Regions from separate parts of the Drosophila melanogaster genome. Here region 2 is linked to region 1. Evidence: chromatin contacts called from public Hi-C data. All regions are on one chromosome and are shown on one strand. Each heading gives the region's core, a stretch centred on a gene start, on an enhancer-like site or on the middle of the called end of the contact. The rest is flanking DNA. Distances are from core to core; before and after follow the strand shown. Region 1 holds the start of lncRNA:CR33963 (long non-coding RNA:CR33963). Region 2 holds the start of Tob (Transducer of ERBB2).

Region 1 (7,031 bases), core at 1,315-3,814:
CACACACTCACCCACTCTCATCCACCCACTCAAAAAGCAAACATCATTGCCCAAAAGGGGGAGAAAAAAGAAAAGAAGAGAGAAGAAGAAAAGAAGAGGAAAGAAATCAACAACACTTAGCCTAATAAATTACAAGAAATAATATTGGTAGAGTTGGAGGAACAAAATGAAGTAATGCTGAGGAAACTAAACCTATATATATATGTATATGTATATATGTAAGCGAATAAACACAACACCATATATGTATGCATATACCCATTTGATTCACGTCAAATCGAATCCAATGCTTAATTATGAATCGAGCGAAACAAAACTCAATAACTAATTAAAATGGAATAAATAAGAAACAAAACAGCAACAAGCAAACAACAACACAAAAAAACAACAAACAAATAAGAATAAACAATAAAAAAAAATTAATAAAACACACCGAGAAAAGCAAACAAAAAAAATATAGTGGAGGATGCGGAGGAGAAACAACCAAGCAAAGCCAACTGAGATGGGGGAAAATATAAAATAAAAGCAGCAACAAGAGTAAAACAAGCAAATAATAATTATAATGAAGAAAGAAAAAGAAGAAAACAGACCGCAAAACTGCAAAGTAATTTTGCATAGTACGCCGTAATAATTATAAATATAACTTATATTTAATTTTTTGAATTACATCAATAAATATGTTGAAATTAAATTTCGACTCGGCGCTGTTCACATCTGCATTAGATAGAGATGGGGGCATACGAAAGGGAAAGAAGTGCATTCAAATATATTTATTGTTGTAATATACGTCATTGTTTATTAGCGATTAGCTCTATTGGTTAATAATCTTTTTTAAAATTGTAGCATGTAATTAGTTTTTTTATTATACTATATTAAATTTACATAAAAATTGTATATTCATATATATATATATATGCATACGTTTTATTTGAGCCCCAACATTTAATTTCCCCCATAAGTGCTTTGTATCTAAAGTTGTATTCGTTTCAGCTGAAATTAAAATTTAGTTGAAATTAAAGATGCTTTTATATATTTAAATTAATCACAAAAAAATGCCTGTGTTTTTCAGATCTTGCGTTCAGTCATTAATAATGCATTTTAGTTATGAAAACTTGAACGTGACATAAAAACATTTCATTGTCACATTGGTTTATGGTTTATGGTTTATGGTTTATGGTTTGTTTATTTAAATTTGTACTGCTACTATTGATATCATCTAGTAGATTGCATAGCTGGTAGTTAGCAAAATATTCTGAAGAGATGAGAAAAAAAACGTAGAATCTTTGTAGAGAAAGTTGTCAATATTTTAAATTACGTTTATATTTAATGGAATGGTTATCTGCGATACTGTAATGGATGGTACAGGGGGGCGCAGCGTTAATCATCTTTCTTTAAAGTATTTTCCATAATGCCTCCAAAAATCGATTCGTAATGTTTTTTCACTTTCAGGTGGTCTTTCTTAAGATCCAAAACGAATTTAGCAGCTGACGTCTTTTGCAACCCGACTGTGAAATACATTTATTTATTAGACCCTCTTAATTTCTTTGTTTATTCGTCATTGTTGACCAATGACACGTACGCGGTCCGTCTGTGTGTGAGAATGTGCTTTTTATTATTTATTAACTTTATGGGATGTCCACTGCACTACTGACCCATTCCAATCAGCACCCCGTTTGCAAGCAGAAGGCGCTGATTGGAAAACACCAATTGCAGTGCAATTGCTGATAAGAACATTTAAAGTTCTGATTGAATAGTAAAAGAGCAAAAACGAAGCGCAACATTTATCAATTCGTCTCTTTAGTTTGACAAGAGATCTTAAAACATTTGCTATTTATAATTTTACATTTATAAATAACTTATTGCAGGATAACTCCTGAGAACATTGTCATTATTTTATCATTACATTCCTAAAAAGCTAACATGGGGAAAAATACAAATGAAATTTAAACTATGGCGCTTGTTTTGATACTGCGATTTAGATGGCTGCCACATAGTTTGACTTTGCCACCCGTGGAGCTGAAGTGACTGGAAATATATCTTTAACAACTTAAAGTTGCCTAACTAGTGCAATTATGCGCTTCAATAATGTTTTAAAAATAGTAGAAATTGGGACAGCGCTGCCAATAACTTCGAAAATTTAAAGGCAATCCAGTGGCACCACTGGCAAGCGAGTAGGTACAGGTGGCACCTCTACCAGTCGAGTTTGCACAGGTGGCACCACTAGCAAGCGAGTTGGCTCGATTAATGTTACTTGATTTACTATCGACTATGCTACTTGATTTAAAGGTATTATATGAAAAAACTTTCATTTCAAGTTTGAAGCATTTTTTCTTTTAGCTAGGTAAAAACTAACCGACTACAGAATAACCATTTACATATCTTAGACTCAAACGCTCTGACAAAAGAGCGCCTAACGGGAGGCCAAATGCCGTTCACCAAAAAGCATATATGACGTGGGCATTTTTCGGCTGACTCGCGGCTGGTCACACTGCCGGGCAACCGAATCGAAAAAACGGCGATTCGACATTTTTGTGCGAGTGTAAGGTTCGATTCCGATCTGGCTGGTTGTCTGACGGACGTGCTGCGTCTATTTTGTTGTGTTTTTTTGCGAACGAGCGAAGAGCGACAGGACCTCTGCGCCCGTATTCAAAGTAATAAGCGATTCGATAGCCAAATTAAAATTGTGTGCTTGTTTCTCGTGTATCTTGTGGTGTTTGTGCGATCCAAATCGAGTGGTCAACTTACATTCCCTTTCATCCTTTTCGTGGTTTATTTTTTTTTGCAAGTGCCGGAAAAATTCGAATTGGTTGTTCATCAATATACAACAGTTAACTGTATAGTAAAGTAAGAAATGGTCCACTGTTGTCGTTGTTTTTAAAAGGTGTAAAGTAAGAGTAAATGAATATAAAAGGCGCAACGAGAATTTCTTGAATCATGTTCAAATAAGCATAAGCAAGCATTCGATTAATTTACATGCGCGCATGTGTGCAATCCCAAGGACTTTGGGAACAAGAAGAACCGCGCGCACAAGGAGCATGCGAAGCAACAGGGAAAAATCATAAACGACAGAAATTGCTGCCCTTTTATTTGATTTTTGTGTTATGTTTTTTTTTTTGATGATTTTGAGTTCGCTGTCGCAGCAATAATATAAGAATTACAAACACACAGACGCAAGTGATATACGACCACCACTAGAGATCGCACACACACACGCAACACTTAGGCACACATAGGGAGATAGAGTGAGAGAAGGAGGAAAGGAAGGACGGAAAGGAAGGGACGAAGCGCAAGCTTATCTTTTCGCTTTTCGAGAACGCGAACGAAGACGATAAAAGCAAAGCAAACAACGCACACACGTAAATAAAACAGACATCGGCTGTTTAACAAACACACACATGTGTATATCAAAAAAGGGACAAAGCAAAGCGAAGAATATCAGCCTTTGGTTCTTCTTTCCTTTGCACATGTGCCTGGAAAATATCCTTACGAACACACTCCCATACGCATACGCATACGAACGACAAGCACGTGAAATTTTTGTTCCCTTGCTCTTTGCCCTTCTCTCTTCTGCCCTCGTGCATCGCTCTCTCACTTCCATTATTCGTCGCTAATCAAACGCTCTCTTCACTCTTTTAGCTGATTTTTTTTTATTGTTGCAATGCAATATTCGCGGAACGAATAACAACAACATACATAACTCAATATTCAAGTGCAAAGCAAATACAAATCAAACACAAAAGAAAAAGCAACGAAATAAAGATATATAGAAAAGAAAAACAAAACGAAAAAATTCGCACATTTTTTCTGTCTTGTCCAGTGGAAAATACAACAAATAAACAACAACGGCTAAATCAAGTTAACAATCTGTTCAAAACCAATCAACAAAATGTCTGCTGATATTCTGCAGAAATCAAGAGAGCAGGATGATTCGCACTACTTCGAGCGTGGCGATATATCCAAATACGTAACGGTAAGTTTCCCAAAATTCTCAAAAACTACGTTTTCCTCCGTTTTTAACTGTTCGGTCATTATATTCTTGTTCTTGTGTTTTTTTTTTCTCAAAATTCGGTATTGTTTAAAGTGTTATTTTTCAAGATGTGGTTTTACCCAGAGTTATGAATGAAATTGAATAAATATGCCATGACTAATTTACAAAACTAATTCAATAGGTCTCTTATGTTGTTTTTATATTGCATGCAGATGTGCGCATATGCATTTTTGTCTTGGTATTTGGGCTTCCAAGAAATTTAGTAAAACTCAAATTGCTAATTCACTAAAAAAAAAAGTCAAGCACTTGGTAAGCAAAATTAGAGAAGCTCCATATAGATTGAGTGAAAAGAAAACTTAAAATATTTTCCAGTCAACTTAAAACATGCCTAAACCACATGTTTTTTTTTGGTTTATTCATTTCGGCAGTTGCATTTTGCGCCGCATTTGTGTCGCATTGTTAAAGGCAATATGTGCATCGTTTGCTTAATTTCGATAACTTGTTTTCCATTTTTCACTTCGTTATATTTCCGTTTTGTTACACTTGTATTTGTTGTTTGTTATTCCCCATTATAAAGCTGATTCATAATTATACTTTCGGTTTGTCAACTCACAAAAAACAGCAACAAATAGAGAGTGTGTGTGTGTGATGGTGGTGAAAAATGAAAATAAGCGACAGACTATAAAGTGGACTAAATAATTCTCTGATAAGGATTTGTGATAAGTGTATTGGAGAAGGGGGCGGGGCATCCTTGCATATCACTCTCTCCCACCCGCTCTTTCTCCCTCTCGATCCGCTCCCTTACGCTGTGCACCTTCTCTTTTTGTCCCTTCTCTTCGTATTTATTTGTTACAATTGGCGTCATCGCAGCAGCATCATTAAAAGCAGCAGCAACAACAGCAATAACACCACTCGTGATCATTTACTGTTTGTATATACATACGTATGTATGTGTGTGGTGCATGTGTGCGTGTTGCTGGCAGCGACGTTGGCAGCGCAGCTGTTGATCGACAACAAATTCGATTAACTCAAGTTCCGGGTTTGCTTTGGATGGATTTTTGTGTTTTTAATGATTTCTGTTGTTTTATTTATACATATTATTTCGTTCATTTGTTTTTTTTGGGTTTATTGATTGCTCTCGGATGAGTTAAGTTTTTAATATTTTTTTTATGTTCAAAAGCTCTGCTGCAGCGATTACGTGAAAAGTTTTGCGGTTTTTCGTGTAAAAACGAGAGGGGAGCAAAGTAAGAGACAGATGGAGCAGTGTTGGGCTCACTTTTGTTTTGATTTTCTTGTTCTTGTGCCTGCGCTTTTTTTTCGCAAATTTGCGTAAACTAAAATGCAAAGCCAAAGGGTCAAGTAGAGTCATAGAAAGGAAAAAATAACATTGAGCAAGGAGAAAAACAACAAACATAATAAAAATAGGGCCAAGCCAGGTTGACGTCCGATAAAGTTGCAAATGCTTGTTGAATGAACTTTGCAATCGATTATCGATAGGCAATCAGCAACGATTCGCACTGAAAATTGTTTGATATATTTTTGTTGTCATTATGCAGCAGTTTTTAGCCACAAAGGCAACAACAAATTGCTGCAGAAAGCGAAAGGGCACCACAAACACTTTCAAGCAAACACAGGCAAATAGGAAATGCTGCCGCGCAACTTTTTTATTAGGCGACAAAATTGTTGCAACTCCTTCTTTGCAACTCTTTTATAAGATTATGAAAGATATTTGCATAAGGAAATTATATTTTTTAAATCAATTTCATTTTTTAACTCGTCTTTGTTTCGGCTATAAGTTAAAATATGAACGAAAAACAATAATGTCACAATCTTTGCTTTTGAATTTATAAAAACATTTTGGTTTTGGCTTTTGTTACATTTACTGCGCCACTTCGTTCGGGAATGTGCACTGAGAAGAGGTAGGCGGTGGAGAAGAGAAAGGGTGGAAGGGGAGAATGGAGAATGAAGTGCCGAAAGAGAAGAGAAGGGAGCAGCGCCAACTTTGAAATTCACTTTTTCGCATAACTTTTAATTTCTCGTTTTCTTGGTTTCGTCTTGATTTTATTATGAAATTTATATGCATGTACATTGTATTACCATGTGATATGCAGTTAAATGCAGTTTGCAGTGAAACCTCGATAAAAGATGTATATTAAAACTCTGCTCTTATTTTAGCAAGAGTATTATTTGACTTCTTATATAAATCTTAAATCTATTTTACTACAATGCCCTTGTTTCCTAAATCAATTATTATTATTCGTATTTTATTTTATTATCCATATTTAAATGAAGGTTTAGTCAAGTAGTAGCTGTGTAGCGTGTGACCACTGTAGTGTGTCTCGTCGGTTTGCTTGGTTTGTGTTTTTTTTTTTGTATGTCGGCTTCTCCGTTTTCAGGCTGAAAAGTAAAATGTGTAAAATGTGCTTAGTTTGTTATATCGAAATTCCCGTACGTAATCAGCGGTATTGCGTTTCAGCAAACTCCCCCTCCTCTGCTCTTTGCCCAACTCCTCTGCACTCCTCCATCCAGCCGTTTCCCCCGGCCCGCTCTCAGCGCTACCCTCTCCTGCTGAGAAGAGGCTCACTTACACTTGCAGAGCGACAAACGGCGACTACTTTTTACGAATATAATTCCATTTCCTGCCAAGGCGATAACAACAACGTCGTCGTTTTATTTTGATCTGTGTGTTTTTCTCTCCTCCTCCCTCTTCTTCTTCGTCTGGGCTGCTTCTTCTTCTTGTGCGATGTGTGTTTGTCCCGACGCCATTGCTGCGCGAAGAAGACGAAGAAGAAGAGCAATCAGATCGGCGGGGGAGAAGGCGAAGTAGTAGGAGTTCAAGGAGGAGAAGGAGGAGGAGCAAAGAGCGAGTGTAGCGACCACCACCGCTACCTACCTAAACAAAAAAGGCAACTCTTCAATTTTCAATCCTCACCCTTCTCCATTATATCTGCCCCCCACCTCTGCTCCTTCTTCGTTAACCCTCAACTCCGCCGAACGTCATTTCATTTCGATCCGATCCGAACCGAACCGACTCGACTCGATT
Region 2 (7,031 bases), core at 3,246-5,745, 3.4 Mb after region 1:
GAGTAAGGATGCATCTATGTCAAAGGAGTATGTTCTAAATTTCATAGCATACTTAGAGGCATCTCTTAATTAGAGTTATCACTGCTTCTAATGTAGCGCAATTAGTTGTTTTATTTATTTTCAAACAACACAATTTATTATTAAATGGGAAGATTAACCCTTTCTTCAAATACTTAAGTTTAAAAACTTTTCAACGTCTCTATTGACTTGCCTGTTGATGCGGACAAGCAACAAAATTTGAACTTTAAGGGGTAAACAACGAGTCCTTATTTTGTACACGGATTTATTTAAATTAGGTACTTCACAACTTTAGATATTCCTTGGTTTTTCGAGATATTTAGTCACTTTTCTTTAGCATATTCAATTCCCAAAGCAGGTGTTTTGAACTATATCACTAAAACAAACTCCGCCGAGAGCCGAAGGCGCTGTTCCGTTGACATTTTAGCTTATAATTTCACAAATACATCCCCAAGCTCGGATTCTTTACACATCCTTGCATATATTTTGTATATATAAACATTTCTATATATATTTATATATTCAGGTTGCTGTTGCTCGTTGTGACTGGAACGGGCAGAGAAAGTGAACTCTCTCAGCTGATGGCCTTTCTCTCACCCTCACCGAAAACGGTATCACAACGGTATCTCTATCTCTCACTTTTGACACTCTCCCTGAGCGAAAATGCACTCTTCAATGGACTGTGTGTGTGCGAGTGTATGTGTGTGTGTGTGTGTGTGTGGGTCGCTCTTCACAACATAAAATCAATAAAATCTGGGCCACCAGTTTTAAAGGTTGATTAAAATGACAAAAAGGCCCCCTCTTTGTATTGTTAAGCTTAAATGCCATATAAGCTAACTCCGACTTCTGACTATATACTTGCATATATGTATATATATTGTATATATGTATGTATATAGAATTACTTATTGTGTCTCCCGCAAAATCAAAACGTTGAAGCCTCCAAATCCCACACACCTACAGCAACAAATACTACGAACATTTAAAGACGTATTTTTCCGTGTGTCTTATGTACTGACACAAAAGTGAATATAGGGCTTTTCAAGTTCACTTGGCTAACACACACACGCGCAGTGGGGAGTACATAGAATACTGTATTTGCTTACATAACTTTGCATTCAAAATGCATTCATATAGAAATCAAGGCAGTTCAACAATCGGATAAAACAGAGATTGGATTTATATTGAAAAACCAAACCTTTAGAAGTACCTAGGATTTGTAAATCTAGCAGAAGGTCTCAAAATTATGCAGTCAGAAATCTTTAAATCTTATTTTAAAACATTTTTTAGTTGCATATTTTCTGCAGTTCATCGCATATTTATTGATATATACAAATTGTTAGAAGCATTAATTAGTGGAATTAAAAAGAACGTATAACAAAATTGCATCTTAAACTTTTGTTTTGAGTGTAAGTAGTTTTGTTTTTATTTACACAGCACAATTCGTTTATGACTACGCTTTTGTCTTCAAATTAGCGAAATTGGAATCAATTAAGTTAAGCTTTCAATTTGCGTGTCTGCGAAATAGGTAACAAAGGGTATTTAAAGTACGACTATTTGCTAAAGGAAATCAGCTTGCTTGTTTGAAGATAATTAGATGAGGTTACACAAACGCTCATACAGCTGTATATTTTATAATCATCTGTTTTTTATTTAGGTTCTAATACAGGTGGTTTCTCCAAGGAAAATGTTGTGAGAGGCTGTGTTCGTTTTTGTACAGATGTCCATTTCAAGTAACTAAATACAGACATAGGTACATAGGAATTAGCGTATTTTCGATTAACTTCGAGATTAACAGTTTCTCTTGAATGTAATTGTAATTTTGGTAGGGTTTATGCTAATGTTGTGCTCACAATCGTATTTTACATTTGTTTTATATTTTGTTTTTTTCCCCATTCGATTTGCATTCATATTTTGCATAGCAGAGTGTAATTAATGCCGTTGAATTGATTACCACTGCAACTGAAGGGTCTGAAGTGCCCAATCTAAACGAAAATGTGACCGAGCGAAGTAATTACCGGGCCCCATTACATAAAGCCAATGTGGGGATATGTACATACATATGTACATATATAAAGATCTGGCTGGACTCAATGTTTACTGCGCGCTGAATTGTATCGCACTAGATAGGTATATTTTTATCGACAACAAACAAAAGAGAAATGCTCTACGATTTTCAATACATTGCATAACCAGCTTTAGGGGAATTTCCTTGCAGCGCTTAGTGGTAAAATCACACTCACACGTTATATTGTGCATTCGAAACTTGTGGATTGTAGACATTGTGCAGTACTTCAATTTACAAGATCATCACAAATTATTTTTAGTTATTGCTTTGCAGCCTTCTTTCCCGCAGTTTTATCGAGCGTTGTGGAGCAAGCGTTGCTCTAATTTTTCCCCGACTGGCGCAGGGGTATAATTTCAACGGCGAGAGAGAGATAGAGAGAGAGAGAGGAAAAGAGAGATAGAGAGTGGGGGAACAACAAGAAAAAAAAAATAGAAAAATGAGAGACCCTGGTGCTCAAGACAACACAAAACAGCTGACCGACCGACAAACTGCGTATGAGTTTGTGTGCCTGAACTATTGGCATTTTCTCACTTCCTCTTAATTTTGTTGCTGTATTATTATTATTTTTTTTTATGTTCACCCATGCACTTCACTTGCCAAAATTTGAAGCATAACGCAACATAATCATATGAGGACACATAAACACAGTCAGCTGTTCGTAAGATGTTGGGACATTTTACCTCACAACAGCAAACAACAAATAAAAAAAAAAAAAACAATATTAGGCACATGATTCTCGTTCGTTTATCTGAGCACACACGAAAATTGAAATGACAAATACACTGCCATGCCGGAATGTCTGTCTATACAATACACATTTGAGTGTGTACAGTACACAATATAATTTTTTTTTTTTTTTTTTTGAATACTATTTTTTCCCTGTATGCATGCAAGTAGATACAATAAGCTTGCGACGAACACCGCGACAAAATGCCAAATGATGGTCTTCTGACGCGATAGTATTTGTCTGGCACAAGTTCGTTTTTTGGTTTGGTCGAAAATTATTTCATTTCATTCGTTCTTTGGCAGAAATGCAAAAGCAGCTGCAGTCGGTGGTCACTATGCTCTCAAACTTGCAACAATTGCTATCGAATCATCGATGTTGTTTCAGATGAATAAATAAATAAAAAAAAAACAAAAGCTTGCGCAAATGAAATCGCACACATGTACTATTATAAAATTCGTCTTTTGTTGTGCAACACAACTATAGAAGACTGTGCAGAAAGTACAGTGGAACCTGTCTAGCACGAACATTTTCAGAGGTGTCAAAGTTATATATAGTGGGATGAAATTTTCATAACACTGATAACATGAGGTATCGACATGTACTCTGAATTATTTATTGAACAGAATTGTGAAATGGTCAAGTTAAAGAATGCGTACTGTATTTGGAGCTTGCTAACGCAAATATCAGCTGCTAGCTATAGCTTTTAAGCACGAATTACGACAACAAATTGGGATATGCTAGATTAAGATAGATCGATTTGTATTTACATCAAACTTCTTAACAAATCAATATCCATATATAGTATTTAATAATCTGAGCTCAAGCCAACTAAAGTACCCTACTGTAAAAGCTTTGGGTATTCAAATCTTGTGCACCCTTCGGTTTGCTCTTTCATCTTTTGAGCTACGAAAGTTTGAATGCATAGGAAAGGGAGTTATAGTTCGTTCCCTGGAGTCGAGCTCTCTCTCTACCCAAATTTATTGAAGAACAGCTGTCCCTTTCGGCGCTGAAAAGCCCAGTGCTCTAGTGAGCGCCATAACTAACGACAACAAAACAAGAAGTATGAAAACAGCCGAGCGAAAGTGAGAGAAGCGATGCTCCATCTCCTTTTTTGTTTTCTTTTTTTTTCGTTTCTTTTTTTTTTTATATCACAATCATTGTTATTGTATTTTCTGTGGGGGCTAGATAGATGTATGTGTAGTGGGGGATAGTTCGCTGCTTTCTCAATTTTTGCACAGCACACACAAGTACACAAATATATTGCAATATTTTTTTCGAACAAAATAGATAAAAAATTGTAATTCAACATTTATTTGTTTTTTTTTTTTAACTACCGGTGCAGTTTGCTGATGGTTATTTCTTGTTTCCGATTTACTGTAGTTTTTGGTTGTTTCCTCCTGGTGGTCGTTGTATTAAACGAAGGATTTAGCGAGTTATGTATAAAATACCCCAGTTGTACCAACTAGTATGCTATTGTTTTACTTTTGCGTGGGTATATGTGCTCGGATGTCTATTTATTATTTTCTTGTTTAATGTGGTTTGGTTTTATTGGGATTTTGATGGTTTTTGGTTTTGTATTTCTTGTTGTATTCTATTTTCCTATTTTTTGTTGTTGTTGTGAAATGTCTCTGCCCGTTACTTAATTGTAGCACACGCCACTTAGCAAGGGCCGAGCGAAGCGTCCGTAGTTCTTGAAATCGGTTTAGTAACTGAGACTGAATTGACGCGCGAACGGGCCTCAGTGAACCAACAACAAACAAGTGCACACGCACACTTCGGCACCAGCACCCCCACCTTCACCACCGTGTTGGTCTTATTCGGCACTACGCACGAATCACTCACGAAGCTAAATGTTCTAAACTCGGTTCGGCTTCCCACTCTCTCTCTTCCTCTCTCTTTCCCTCTCCCTATCTCTCTCTCTCTGTCTGGTACTTGCACCCACGGTTGTCAATTTAGCTTTTTTCCCGTCTATGGTGGATTGCTTAAAATAAAATAAATATTTAAGCGGGCACCGGTAATTCTAACTGTCCAAGAGCCCAACACCAAACAGACGGAAATATAATTGAAAATATTAAACAAGAAATCATAGTTTTGTTGTTTTTAATCAATTTTTGTTTTGATAAATTGTTTTGACTTTTTTATAGACCAGTTTTTTAAATTTATATTTACTGCAAGGGTATATGAGATTCGACTGGCAAAAAAAAAAATTGTTCTTGAAAAAAATTGGCAGCACTGCTTGCACTCATCATATTTTTGTGTGGGTGCTTTTCCCTGGACAAAATTATATCCGAAAAGGTGGTAATATGACTAAAATTTGTTACCTTCAATTTAGCAACCGATGTAAATATATACATCCCATATTGGTTTGGGAAAAGTGTCGACATAAACATGATATACTTTAGTTAAAAGCAAGTTAGGATTGAAATATTTAAAATATCAGTTTAAAGCTTTTGAAAACTTTTACTTTCTTGCTTTGTTGTAGTTTTATTTTAGTCATTTTAAATATAGTTTATTTATAAATCATAGTCTAACTTAAATTTGCAATATCAATATGATATTCTGAAAAAGTTATGTTATATATTAATAGTAACTAAACCTCATAAGATCATCGTGTGAAATCATAATGCCTACTTTGTGGAAATCCTAGCTAAGTAAATATTAGTTATTTTGATAGTTCTCAATATGGATTTGCGATTGTTAAGGTATTTAAACTTCACCTTGCTTTTACATCGCTCGGATGCCCTGAATAATTTTGCGCGTGACTGGACGATTGGAGGAGTGTGTGGGCGTGTGTTGGTTGTGCTCGTAGTAAAATCGAGCCTAGAAGGGCTTGCGCAATGAGTGCATATCCTTCCGTGGCACAGTTTTAGTACAGCCCCCCCCCTCCTCCTCCTCTTCCACCACTCTGGCCGACAAAACGAGTCGCTCTCTTTGGGCTTTGGCTCGGACCCCTCCCCCCCTTTTCCCTTTTCCGAAAACTGGGACAAGAAATGAAAGTGCATGAGCACGTAACATATGCGTACATACACCCAGAGGTAATATGTATATGTACATTAGAGTGGACCTAGCTCGAACAAAAAGGTGAAAGGTCACACCTGTGTATGTACATATGTATGTGCATGTATATTCGTCGTGAATAGTAAGAAATATTGTGATACTCTTACTTTCCCTTTTTTCAAATATTTAAATCAAGAATGGTGAAAACCTTTTCAATGTTTGGTAGATAAAGAAGTACTAAATGAAATTGAAGGATTTTTATTTATTTCATCGCAAAACATTTGGGGTACACATTTATACATTTATTAATATATACGCTTAGATTTTGAACGAACATGCATACAAAAATATGGATTTCCTTTACATTTTCGATTTTTATCAGTTTTATAGGATTTCTTTTTTTTAAATTGGCTTTCCAGGAATACCTAATATGGTACAATAATTTATTTTTCTAGACTAAAAAAAAATATTAGTATAGGTATCACAAATATATATATTTATGTATATATCAATACATAATTTGTAGCGAAATTTAATGTTTCAAAAGGATTATTGATAAACTCGTTGAAAGGAAATTGATTTTGCTTTATTGACGGACTTGGATGGGTCTGTCTCTTAGGTTGAGCTGGAACTTTGTAGAAGAAATAACACCCTTCAATGGGAGGAACCAATGTTATACAAAGACATCGCTCACATTTAACTTAAGTGGGATTTACATTTAATTTTGATTTTAATCCTCATAAGTCCTCATAAGCTTTTTAGTATTAATTCCATTTTAGTTAAATGTGGGCGATATGTACGATATTTCCATTAAAAATGCGATACACTTAGTATTAAACACTGACTATTGAATCTGTATATGTACATACATTGCGATATCGGGATTATAAAGATAATGCTAGCTTTAACGCAGCCAAAACGATTGTTGTATTGTAGGTAAAAATAAATAAATATTAAGCACTTGCATCGCTTGATGCTTATTAAGCTCTGGTTCTACAGTGTGTTTCAAAAAACCTTGATTCCTGTTTAATTGCTGTCTTGAACAAAAAGAAAAAAACACTCTGTAGAAGCATCGTCGAAATATTACAAACACACACATGTATAAGTTAGGAACCAGCGCAAATTCGGTGTGCGCTTTACTAGCACACTCTGTCCTTAAGTATATCTTGGGATTAAAGTATATATGTATATGTGACCTCTGTTGCGAAATTTCGATCCCTT

The links. A called contact is a pair of places that touch in the nucleus more often than the background predicts.
Region 2: a contact with region 1 is called in a Hi-C map of the Kc167 cell line, with 2.1 times the contacts expected there. The contact joins the promoter of Tob here to the promoter of lncRNA:CR33963 in region 1.

What each region holds. Positions count from the first base shown.
Region 1 is chrX:12,656,898-12,663,928 of dm6, forward strand. It overlaps lncRNA:CR33963 (long non-coding RNA:CR33963), which reads left to right and starts at 2,565. Exons shown (of 1, transcript NR_002692.1): 1 at 2,565-3,735. It overlaps Tis11 (Tis11 zinc finger protein), which reads left to right and starts at 2,518. Exons shown (of 4, transcript NM_001272561.2): 1 at 2,518-2,651; 2 at 3,637-3,970. The coding sequence starts at 3,887. It overlaps CkIalpha (Casein kinase Ialpha), which reads left to right. Exons shown (of 4, transcript NM_078585.6): 4 at 1-937.
Region 2 is chrX:16,087,000-16,094,030 of dm6, forward strand. Tob (Transducer of ERBB2) reads right to left here and starts at 4,496. Exons shown (of 6, transcript NM_001169300.3): 1 at 4,148-4,496. CG42353 reads right to left here. Exons shown (of 5, transcript NM_167485.4): 5 at 6,060-7,031. CG42354 reads right to left here. Exons shown (of 6, transcript NM_001144730.3): 6 at 6,060-7,031.